Linked DNA regions of Mus musculus: all the other regions are linked to region 2. The links are chromatin contacts, called in public Hi-C maps. All regions are on one chromosome and are shown on one strand. Each heading gives the region's core, a stretch centred on a gene start, on an enhancer-like site or on the middle of the called end of the contact. The rest is flanking DNA. Distances are from core to core; before and after follow the strand shown.

Region 1 (3,895 bases), core at 491-2,990, 180 kb after region 2:
GCAGGCTGTTCTGACCATAGATCTGCTCTCTCCACTGGCTGGGTCCCTCCAGGCTCAGAACATTGCTGTTCTGCAGAGGGCACAGTTTGATATCGATGATCTAGGTTCTCATGGACGACAGTGCACCTTCAAGTCTACAGAAAGAAGCGTGAAGCTGCTCCTTGTCCACTAACACTGATGAGGTGTCGGTGTGCAGGACTTGGTGTTGTCTCATCAGCTCTTAGTAAACTTGACTTTGCATTGTGGTTAGTGACTCCAACAAGGAACAGTACATGGCAGCTTTGAGATGGCAGATGAGAGTTGATCTCCAGTAAAAGAGAGACAGAAAACCACGGCCTGCCCCAATCTCAACTGCAGCATGATAAAAATATACAGCAGGCGAAGGAGTTGCTGGGTGTGGAAACCTGCCTTCCTCATCCTCTCTGGAATTCTGGTGCTCTCTATATAATGCCTGAGGATACAGATAATCTTGAGTTTCTGAGCTGGAGCTATTTTGTGGCTCCATTACTCAGGAATCGGAAGGAGACATGGCAGCTTGAGTTTGATGTTAGAGTGAGGCATATATTTCCATGTGGGCTTGGCGAATGGGAAAATTACTGGGATGTCTGCCTATGCGATCTGTGCTGCCTTCGAACAGGGGCAAGAACTGTCAGGTCACTGGTGATTGTGGTAACTGGGTTCAGTTCATAGATCGGTGAGATCTTGACCTCAGAATTGGGAGTACATACCACGTGCCAGGTCTGTGAAGGGGGCTTAGGTTTGCAGAAAAGGAGCTCAGACCTAGTGAAGAGAGGGAGAAACCAGCCAAAGAAGGGAGGCCTCAACCATGGTAAGGAGGTCCCAGGCAGGGGAAGAGGCCCCAGCCAGGGGAGACCAGCTACTGAGCAGAGGTGCACATTGTTGGGGTAGGCCTTGTGCTAGCTTGTGTGTCTTCCTAGAGGAGACCTCTGACTCCGTGAGGATTGGTCAGAGGACTGAAGAAACTTGGCTAAACCAAGCAGGCGGTGCCCTAAGGATGAAGAACGAGCTTCTCTTTGCGTCAGAAAGAGCAATGTGTTCAAAAGCAGGCTCTTGTGAAAGCCAGCCTGTTGGAAGCAGGACAGCTAAGACAGTGCAGGGATTAGGCTAGAAGGGCTGACACTGCTCAGCTGTGGGTTCTGGTGTCCTACACCCAGGCTGAGCAAGGCCAGTGGTAGAAATGAAGCTCAGATTATGTGTGGACAACATGTAAAGACTGGAAGAATGAGAGGTGAATGGGGAAGGGGTTGCCTGGGATTCCCAGACAACCATGAAGCTCTGCTTTCTACCCTGAAGGGAAGAAAGCCACCATGCCCTTCTTCCCCATGACCTTGCCTTGCCTCCGAGACAGCCACATTGCTGTGTTCCTATGACAGGTCTGTGATTGTGGGGGCAAGATCTAGTTGCTTAGGGTCTTGGTTCTCCTAGGCCAGGGCTGTGCTCTTTCTGGCCTTACCTTTGCAAGATGTCGTAAGATGGTAGCGTGAGTCATGAGCACTCTCTGGCTTATTCCTTTCTGTCTCTTTTTTTGCAGAGATATTCTACCAGCTTCACAGTGTGCTGTGGAGAACATAGCTCTCTATCTTGGGCTGTGGCCCCTCCCAGGCCTCTCTCCTCCTGTGGCTGTTGGCATCCCAAGGTCTGATACCTAACTCTCAGACTCCACTTTGATTTTGGAGACCTATTTAGACGCCTCTCTGGCTTACTGAACTCGGCTCTCAGTTTGAAGCTGGATTCTGTATATTTGTTGAATAAATATTGAATGAGCAGAGGCCTTTGATCTTCCTGCCACTGACAGCTCTTGGCAAGACGCTTCTGTAACCTTGATCTTCTGAGAATCTCACTGGCCACCTGAGGAAGGGCTTGCGATTTCTCATCTGAAGAGCTTGAGTTCTGTGGATAAAGCCACATGCTCTCCTTTGAGGCACAGGCAGACCCCAGCTCCTCAGACAAGGTTGTAAAGCCTTTGTCCTTCTCCACACTCTCTCCCTACTTGCCTCTAACTGAGAGTGCACGATGGTTGCTCTGCTTGCGTTTGAGCCGGCCTTGGTCACCATAGAGACATACATCCCTATGACAGCCTCCACAAAGGCTCTTTCACGAAGCTGTCCTTTCTCTTCCTTTTTCAAGGTCCCTCTTTTCATAACAACCTTCAAAACCCAACAAGTGGGAGATCTGCAAACAGCAGGGAAGATAGTCCCACGATAGCAGGGGATGCCGACACAGGTTCCCAGAAGGCAGCCACTTGACAGATGTCTCCACAACTGCACCCCACCCCAGAGGGTATATTACCCTCTTCAACTGAGTCAGACTTAAAAACCAATTTGAAGTCATTGCACCGACAGTCGGCTCCTCTGTGAGTTGAAGAGTCAGGCTGGCAGCTCCACTCTCTGAGAAATGACAGCATTCCTGACGCCTGTGTGTCTTGGGAGCAGGAAAGACACTGTCTAGGGTCCCAGCACAGCCCATATGAGTTTGAGAGAAAGCTATTTTAGGAGTGCCTTCCTCCATGTCTTGTGTCACTGATGGGTGAGTGGGTTAGAGAGATTTTCCTCTCAGTATTACTACTGTCCCCAAGCTTTCCCCTCGCTCTCTTCAATTATAGAAGCACACGTCCTCTGCTTGTGGAACCTTTTGCAGCACTAGGGGTAGGTGAGGGGACAGTCTGACCTTAGCTGTCTTTGGGGCACCCCTCTGGAGCCATCTTTTTCAGCTTTAGAGTGGGTCCTTTTCTGAGGTAGGAGAATAGGGAGGGAGGATTCAGAGCCATCAGGAATAGAAACTTCTCTAATCACAAGCTACAGGTAACAAAACAGCATGTATCTGTGGGGGTGGGAATGAGGGAGAAGGGTAAGCTGGCACTCTCCTGATTGACAGGTACAGGAGAAGGTGGTGCTAGGCAAATGATCTAGAGAAGATCTGGGCCTTCCAGGGTTGACATCCACAGGAGGTCTCCCCTTCTCTGAGGAGAAAGGGAAAGGGCTTAGGGGGAGGGGAGAGGAGAGGGAAGGAGTGGGAGGAGAGGAAGGAAGAGAAGCTCCTCTGAGGAGACAATGTTAAACAAAAAAATCTAGACCTTCATGGCCCAGGGCTTTTAGCCTCAGGCTCTTCCTCAGCTCTCTGACCCACTTTCCACTCTGGAATGCTTTTGTCTCTTAATAAACTCTTGTTTCTCTCATTGTCCATGAGTCCTGGCCCAATTCTTTGTTCCTGAACCCAAGAATCTGGGTATCTTAGTGAACTCTGCTGCACACCATCCTGGTTGGCTTTGTTTGTGTGACGAACACTGTGACTAAAAGAAACTTTTGTGGGGGGCTTGGGGGGAGGTTTGCTTTCATCTTGCAAGTCACATCCACCATGAAGGGAAGCCGAGGCAGGAACTCAAAGTAGAAACTGAAGCAGAGACCATGGAGGAATGCTGCTTACTGGCTTGTTCCTCATGGCCCAAGGATGGCACTATCTACAATCATTGATGAAGAAAATGCCCCACCCCCAGACTTGTCTACAGGTGAATCTGATGGAGTCAGTCCCCACCCCCACCCTGTTGAGGCTTTTCTTCCCCGATGGCCAGGCTTGGGTCAAGCTGACACCAGGCATAGACTGTGTTCCCAATGAAGGCAGTGTACCTATGTAGAAGAACCTTACCACCCTCCTATGACTTCTATTCCATATATTTCCACTTTTACTATGAACAATATTGTACTGAAAATTCTTAGAGGGAAATCCTTGTGTACTTTAATTCTTGGTTTGTTAGAGTAAATTCTTAAATGTGCCCACCAGAAACAAAACCTATAATTTAAAAACTTAGGATATATACTGAGAAACGTCTCTTTTGAGAGGTCTTGTCCATTGTCAGTTTCAAGACAATGATTTAAGA
Region 2 (3,953 bases), core at 922-3,421:
CCAACACTATCCTTACTTGCCTGCTGCTGTGCTCCCAACCATGGTGGTTATGGCCTCTAGCTCTCTGGAAAGATGAGCCCCCATTAAATGTTGTCTTCTATAAGTTGCCTCTGTCATGGAGTCTCTTCACAGAGGTGCAAGGGCATGTAGATCAACTGTCTGGCTCTGGAAGGTTCTATGTGGAGGGTAAACTGAGGTGAGCCTCCTGTCTTAGTTGGGTTTCTGTCGTTGCAATAAAACACCATGACCAAAAAGTAAGTTGGGGAGGAAGGGGTTTATTTGGCTTATATTTCCACATTATAGTCCATCAGCGAAGGAAGCCAGGACAGGAGCTCACACAGGGCAGGGAACTGGGAGGCGGGAGCTGATGCAGAGGCTATGGAGGAGTGCTGCTTTCTCATTTACTCTCCATTCCTTACTCAGCCTACTTCCTTATAGAACCCAGGACCACACCCCCAGGGATGGTCCCACCCACAATGGGCTGGGCCTCCTCTACTAATCACTAATTAAGGAAAATGCCTCACAAGCCTGCCTACAACCTGATCTTATGGAGAGATTTTCTTAATTGAGGTTCCCTCTCTCAGATGACTTTAGATTGTGTCAAGTTGACATGAAACTAGCCAGCACACCTTCCCATGCAACCCTAGGGAGCTAGACACCTGGCTCACCAGCTGACAGTGCCAGCTATCTACGATGTGCCAGTTGTTCTATTGACACTTCTGATGTCGTGTGGCTTCTGGGGATGAGGTCACATCAGCTCAGAGCCATCTGGGTGGAGTGAAGTCCATTTCCAGAGGACCTTATTTACTCATGGGGGTGCGCGGCGCTGAACAAATTCTGCTGATCTTGGGTACTACCCACTTGCACTTCTGATAGTATGGGTCCCAGCTGGAAATGGAGTAAGGTCGCAGCAAGGTTAGTCTTTCTCAGCCTTGGCCCTGCTGTTCTTGACTTTTGGGGATCCCCTCATAGCTGAGGTGTTACCTTGCTGTCATGTCCCTGTGACCCTCACTGTCTGTTAGTCACCAACCACAGTGTCAGGGTCACTGTGCCTCATTGAACTCTGTGGGCTGGGGGTTGGGAGTGGGGCACCAAGGCAGCCCATGGGAAGGGGCCCTGTAGGCTTTCATCTTCCCGCAAAGGGAGACAAGGCAATTTCTATTCCGGGGATGTTCTTTACAATAAATCTGAGTCTGGTTTTGAGAGATTGAAGTCCCTGGGAATGAGGTTATGGGGCAACTTGACAGACTGGAGGGAAGTAGATCACCCAGACGGATGACAAACGGAGCGGAAGGTCTAATCAGAAAGAAGGATGGGGGTCTAACTCAGCAAGGTTTATGGATGGCGGCAGGAAAGCTGCTGATCTGCGCTTTCCTTGGGGGAATAGAGGTCAGGGGTCAGGGATCAGGGAGAGCAGGGCGATCAATAGGAACCCCTCTGCAAGACAAGAGCGCTTGGCAAGCTGGGGGACGTGGGAGACTGTGTGTTCATTTGTTTTAGCTAGCTTCATTTCACTTAGGGTTTAACTTGGCTTATGGGAAATACCTTGCATAAAACTGATGTCAATATGCAATGACATGCCAGGCCTAGGAAAGGGTTACATCAGAAAGAGAGGTGGGGACCAGAAAGGAAATTCAGGGAAAGCTCACATTATCTCTTTACTACACAGTGGTAACGGCCAGTGGACTGTATTTATGATACGCCAGGATGTACATTGCACTCTTTACAGAGGTTAGCATCACCCTCACTAGATAGGGACAGAGGGGAGGTCTGTATTGCTGCCCAGGACCCTTTCTCCCCAGGCTGAGCACCCCAGTGGGGAGTCATCGTTACATTTGCCGCCCTTCTTAGCCAGGTGCAGCACAGAGTGTCTAGACCATGGTAGGTTGGGTTTGATGGGGTAGGCAGTCTAAAGGTGAGGTTGCTGAGAAGATGAGATGATGACTCCTAGGGTGCTGAGAACTTCTGGGACAGAGAGCCAGTGAGCACACACAGTTCACACTGAATCTGCTCAACAGCCCCAGGCAGCACGAGGCATTATGGTCCTTTTATGGTTGAGGAAACGGAGGCTCCTGGAGGTTAATTACCTCATAGGGTCACACAGTTGGGAAGTGCCAGGGCTGGAGAACAGCTTTCCTTCCAGGCAAGTCTGTGCTGTAGAGGACGTGGCTCATTGGTTACAAGCCATGTGTCATCAAGAGCACAATCTGGATAACTCACGTGATGGCAAGCATGCTCCCTCCCTTCCACCTGGGTCCCTTTCCTTTAACCTGGGATGACCCATAGACACTGACTAGGAAATGGGGTGGTGGGGACTGTACTGGTTCCAGTCTGTTCTGTCCTACTGAGCAGGGCCCTCAAGTAAGGCCACATAGAGAGCAAGTTTTGCTCAGAGACAGCCTCACCCACACCCCAATGGGATAATGCTTTTCTGGTCCCTCACATGATGCAGCTCCCTGTGAAACACCCCAATTTGGGAGAGCTCTCAGTTTACCATACATGGGAGGCCAGCGTTGCATTCTACTTCTAAGTTTTACATTAGTGGCCAAGTGGAAGAACAGCAAAGACAGACCTTGTCTGCAGTTCTGGGGCACGCTAGAGCAGGTGGCAAAAGGCAGGCTTGGTTACTCTGAGCCTTTGGGTTTCAGAACAAGGCAGCCTCAGGGAGTCCTGAAGGCATGAGAGAAAGTGTGTCACTTCGGAAGGAAGGACAACACAGAGGACTGCTTTTTCTGAGTGCCAGGGTCAGTGGGGTTAATCAATACTTATTTATCATGGGAGAGTTTCCAACCAGGACATGGAACACTGGCCAACAGTAACTGGCTGGCCCCGCCTGCCAGTCAGGGCTCCCAGAGTGATGGACTGTGGGGGTTAGGAAGTCATAAATTATCTATCATTGACAAACAGATTGTAATGGTGATCCTGGGATCTTGGGGAGGCAGGATTCGGAGACCTTACTTCCATCCATCTCTGCAGTACACCCCAGCCAGTGATAGCTAGCCTTGACTTGGTCCCCACAGCATGAGCTCAGGACCCTCAGTCAGGGCATGAGGCAGCAGTGCACGCTTGTGTGTGTGTGTGTGTGTGTGTGTGTGTGTGTGATTTTGACACTTTTCTGTCCTGTCCGTCTCTCTGATGTATAAGCTCCTTACTGAGCCATCCCTGTACCCAGCCACCACAGTGAGGAACCACTGTGGCCCACTCTCCTTCACCCTTGCCTGCTCTCTTGGCCTGCTTGTGTGGGAGCCTGAGGCAGCTGATCACTTTGTGTCTGCAATCAGGAAGCAGAGGGTGATGAGCGCTGGTGCTTAGCTCGCCTCTGTCTGTGTCATTCACCTTGCACTCTGTCCTGGGGCCTAGTGCTGGCTGGGCGAACTGCCTCTTCTCCTCAGACAGCCTAATGTAGAAACTTCCTCACAGGCATGTCTGGGAGCTTGTCTCCCAGATAATTGTATGAAGATGACAACCTTGCTCATCATAAGTGCTACAGCTGTGTGTGTGTGTGTGTGTGTGTGTGTGTGTGTGTGTGAGGGGGCAGTGCGTGTACATGTCAGGAGCAGGCATGGATACCTGACAGCAGAAATTCACTTTATACTTCTCCGAAGGCTGCAAGTCTAAGTAAAATCAAGGCTCTGGCAGATTTGGGGGTTTGGTGAGGGCTGTGTACCCTCAGTCATAGATGGTGGCTTCTGATTGTCCCTGTGTGATAAGAATGCAAGGAGCAGAAGCTTAGGGAGATGGAGACTTGCTCAGAGCCCAAGAGCACACAGTGTGAGCACTATGCTAACCTTTAACCCAGGTATGCCTGACCACTTGTATCAGAACATGATCCAAGTCTGATACAGCTGTCTCCTGAGAGGCTCTGCCAGAGCCTGACAAATACAGAGGTAGATGCTCTCAGCCAACCATTGGACTGAGCACAGAGGGGTTAGAGAAAGGACTGAAGGCGCTGT
Region 3 (3,572 bases), core at 527-3,026, 200 kb before region 2:
TCCTCTCAGTTACAGCTCATGGTGACCAGTCCAAGGCTGGCACTGCTCATTTCCTCCTAACCATAAGATTCTGGGAGGTATTTCACTTCTCTACTCTAAACTTTAAGTTTCCTCTAAACTGGGACTACAGCGACTGAGCTTGCTAATTGGGAGGTTATAGAGACAGACGACAAGGAAAATTCCAGTTTGGCAGGGGTAAAAAAAAAAGAAGACTCTCCAGTCTGGTACCTTCAAGTGCAGCTCGTTAAAACTAATTTTATTCAAGGCCTGATGCTCACAAGGAGCCAGACCACACATGCCTTGATTTCCTCTCCTACCACGTTTGCTGCCTGTCACTGCGGCCCCGCCCAAGGCCAGCCGGCCTTATTTCTCATTGTGCCAGCAGGTGCACGTGGATGTGTGTGTGTGTGCATGCACCATGAGGTGTCAGGGGAGAAGGCAGCCTTTGGGCAGTCAGGGTCATGGCTGAGGGGACACGGACACGCCACCCTGTGCGACTTGAGGGCCTGCTCTCAGGCTGACCAGGGTCTAGCCCATGGCCCCTAAGGTCCATCCTGGTCTCCTCCTCCAACCTGGTACGTACCCTTACGTTTTATTTCACCGAGCAGAGGGCAGGCTGTGCCGAGTCACAGTACTGCATCTGATCACAGGCCATCGTGACCTAGGCTCCACCCTGCTCATGATGCTTCTGATGGACAGCTCATGGAGGGCCAGGGTGCATGGCATGGAGGGTCAGTATGCCTCAGGAGTAAGCCCTGCTAGGATCTTAGATTTTTTTGATTGGCATTGCTGCCTTTCAAACTTGCCCTAGGGTCAAGGGTACATGCTACTGAGAATGGCCCAACAGAAAAGAAACAGGCTATAAATATACCCATTATATATAACTTTTTTGAGACTGAGTCTTACGGTATAGCTCTGTACAGCCTGTAACTAACTATAGAGACTCAGTTGGTCTTGAACTCTCAAGAGATCCATCTGTTTCTGTCTCCCATGTTGGTGTTAAAGGTATGTACCACCAGGTTCAGTTTTGATAGGATTTTACAGTTCTCCTAGGAGGCAGGGTGGATCCACAGGTTTGGGACTGATCCGAAAAAGCAGCAGCAGAGAAGGGGTTGTCAGGCAGGTGCTATCGGCATCAGTGTCAGCATGTGTCAACAAGCCTGGGGGCGGTTAGAGGGAGTGTTCAGGGCTGTCACTGACGGCCACCTAGTTGGCTGTTAGTCAATGAAATCACTCATTCTGGGAACCTGGAGGCCAGCTGACAACAGCTTCTTGTAGTGTGTCCGCTCTACTCTTCTGACTACACTGACCTGCCCTTGAATAGAAATACAAACACTCATATGTGGGCAAAAGCATTCTTGCCTGACTTGCACCTAAAAACTGCATTGGCTGAGAGACTGCTAAATTGTATTAATGGCTGTTCTGTTGCCAACAAAGGCTTTATGTAGTGTTTTCCAAGCAAAGAGGAGGCACCCTGTGTGTGGCAGGCTCTTCCCCACAAAAGAGAAGCCACAATAGTCAATGCTGTGTGGGAGGTATAAGGACGTGAAGCTGAAAACTGTCCAGGTATCTTATGGCTACTGTGAAACCTCAGGATATCACATTTATGAACGAAGGGCTTTGTCTTGCAAGCGGGTGTTCCTGGAAATATATAGTGGGACTCTCAGAACTAGAACATATGAGCAAATTTCTTATCATTAAAAGGCTGATTAATTAGGTCATTGTTAGCTGGCACACAGGCCCCAGCTATGCAGCCCAGCTACTGTGGCAATACTTGTCGTGTCCACTAGATGGCAGCAGACTGCATGTGCTCACATCCACTTTCCTTACAGCATTTCTTTAACTCATGAAAATCAAGATTAAATCAAACTTTTAATTTAAATTACATCCATGGAGAAAGTATTTTTGAGACATGATAATCCGTCCCGTTCAGAACCTTGGGTGACAGGATGTCACAGGCAGACGTTTGGTGCCTGTGCCTACATTGCTGGCGGTGTCACTACTGCAGTAAAACAAAGGAAAGCGTTTTTTGTTACACTATTTTCTAACAGAGTCTCTCAGAAAGGCAAGCTGAGTGCACTGCAGCTGAGCAGCGACTTCCTCCCTGAGCATCTTCAGCCTGTGGCTGGGCACCACCAGTGCTGCAAGCCTAAGAAGGCAACCAAGGCTCAGAGACTTCAGGAGACTGGAGGCTCCCGGTGCCTTCTCAGGCTGCTACAGGCCACAGCAGTGAGGAGAGGCAGGCCTCACAGGGGGCGGTGGGACAGAAGGAAGCAGGCCCCTCCTTGGCTGAGGGCTGCAGCCCATGGGGAGGTGGGGGAGGCTCTGCAATGATGTCACCAGGGAGGTGGATGTGGGAAGATACCAGGAACAAAGTGGCCCTGTGGCAACAGACCATGTGCAAATATCTCACACAGAACTTCTAAAAGCTGTAATGTGTTCAAGAGTCGGAAAGAGCTGTGAGGACAGCTGGAGAGGTTTTAGGAAACCCATTCTTCTGTGTCAAGGTCACCTACTACAAGAGCCTGTCTACACCCAATGTCACACGTCACCTGTCTGCAGAGGTGCAGAGGAAACACACTGTCCTATGGCTGGGCTGTGGTCACAGACTTTCCTGCCAGGTCCAAGGAGCTGGCCACGTGGAGGGCTGCCAGTCGCTCTAAAGCGAGGAGCACGCTCTTCCCCTTGGTAACCTGCCCGCTGGCGGCCGCTCAGTCAGAGCAGGACGACCTTGGCTGAGGATGAGCTGATGAGCCGTCTCACCACAGCTCGGAAGGTGTTAACAGCGCTGCTCTGGGCGTCTGCTGCTGACAGATTCCGTGGCGGCTTCAGTGCCTGCCTGCAGCTGGCAGCAAGGCCGCCAGCTCTGTGGCAGGCCACCCGTGCCCAGGGCGGGAGGCAAGCCAGGCATGGGATGTATTTGAAATGAGAGAGAAGCTGAAAACCCGCTGGCAGGGCCCACGTGGAGAATGGACTGGAAATTCAGTGACTGACAGCCCGGCAGAGCTCCCCGAGTCACACTGGCTCCTCAGGTGCACAGCTCGGGGTGAGGTCCTCACAAGAGGGTCTGGTGGGAAAGACTGCCTTCAGATGTCAAATCCATCAATCATTAAAAAATGACCCTCACAGTAAAACAATCAGAACAAAGGTGAGATTTTCTGGATGGAGTTCAGAGGAAAACGCCCATTTTCGGGCGGAGTGAGCAGTTTTAATTAGACTGTTTAGACCTAGGCCCGTGCAATTAAATTCAGCAATATAAACTGTTTTCTGTGGAAATTTTACAACGACAAGTTAGGCCCCCAAGTGTGAGTGAACTCTACTGAGCAATCTAGGCCACACTGAAGACTGCTGAGGCCCACGGCTCACTTCCTTGTCAGGCCTATTGGAACACGCAGCACTTCCTTGCAGCCTCTAGCTGACACTGTCTGCTAGAACAAGGTGCTCTACAGCTCAGCCGCCCACATACCTTCATCAGGAGCAGACAGTTTGCCATGGAGTACAGCACACGGCCCAGACGAGACCTCCACAGCTGAACAGAGGCTGCGGGAGAGAGAGGCGTGAGTGTGCACAAG

The links. A called contact is a pair of places that touch in the nucleus more often than the background predicts.
Region 1: a contact with region 2 is called in a Hi-C map of liver, with 5 times the contacts expected there. The contact joins two enhancer-like sites. A contact is called at or near these places in 7 of 484 Hi-C or Micro-C datasets (cerebral cortex, forebrain, liver and 2 more) and 1 of 115 datasets of contacts at active chromatin or transcription factors (differentiating embryonic stem cells).
Region 3: a Hi-C map of liver shows a contact between it and region 2, with 2.2 times the contacts expected there. The contact joins two enhancer-like sites. A contact is called at or near these places in 8 of 484 Hi-C or Micro-C datasets (cerebral cortex, cortical glia, embryonic fibroblasts and 4 more), 2 of 115 datasets of contacts at active chromatin or transcription factors (differentiating embryonic stem cells and hepatocytes) and 1 of 9 other capture datasets (liver).

The regions. Positions count from the first base shown.
Region 1 is chr12:29,073,656-29,077,550 of GRCm38.p6, forward strand. No RefSeq gene overlaps it. Among named protein-coding and RNA genes, the nearest start is that of Gm31333, 66 kb to the right of the region's middle. Within about 2 kb of position 1,741, at least 20 of the 459 cell types and tissues checked have an H3K27ac peak or open chromatin away from gene starts, as enhancers often do. A contact at or near this core is called in liver, where this site is marked.
Region 2 is chr12:28,897,775-28,901,727 of GRCm38.p6, forward strand. No RefSeq gene overlaps it. Among named protein-coding and RNA genes, the nearest start is that of Gm31508, 10 kb to the right of the region's middle. Within about 2 kb of position 2,172, at least 8 of the 459 cell types and tissues checked have an H3K27ac peak or open chromatin away from gene starts, as enhancers often do. A contact at or near this core is called in hepatocytes and liver, where this site is marked.
Region 3 is chr12:28,698,070-28,701,641 of GRCm38.p6, forward strand. Trappc12 (trafficking protein particle complex 12) reads right to left here. Exons shown (of 12, transcript NM_178811.5): 8 at 3,467-3,540. Among named protein-coding and RNA genes, the nearest start is that of Mir6937, 21 kb to the left of the region's middle. Within about 2 kb of position 1,777, at least 102 of the 459 cell types and tissues checked have an H3K27ac peak or open chromatin away from gene starts, as enhancers often do. A contact at or near this core is called in hepatocytes and liver, where this site is marked.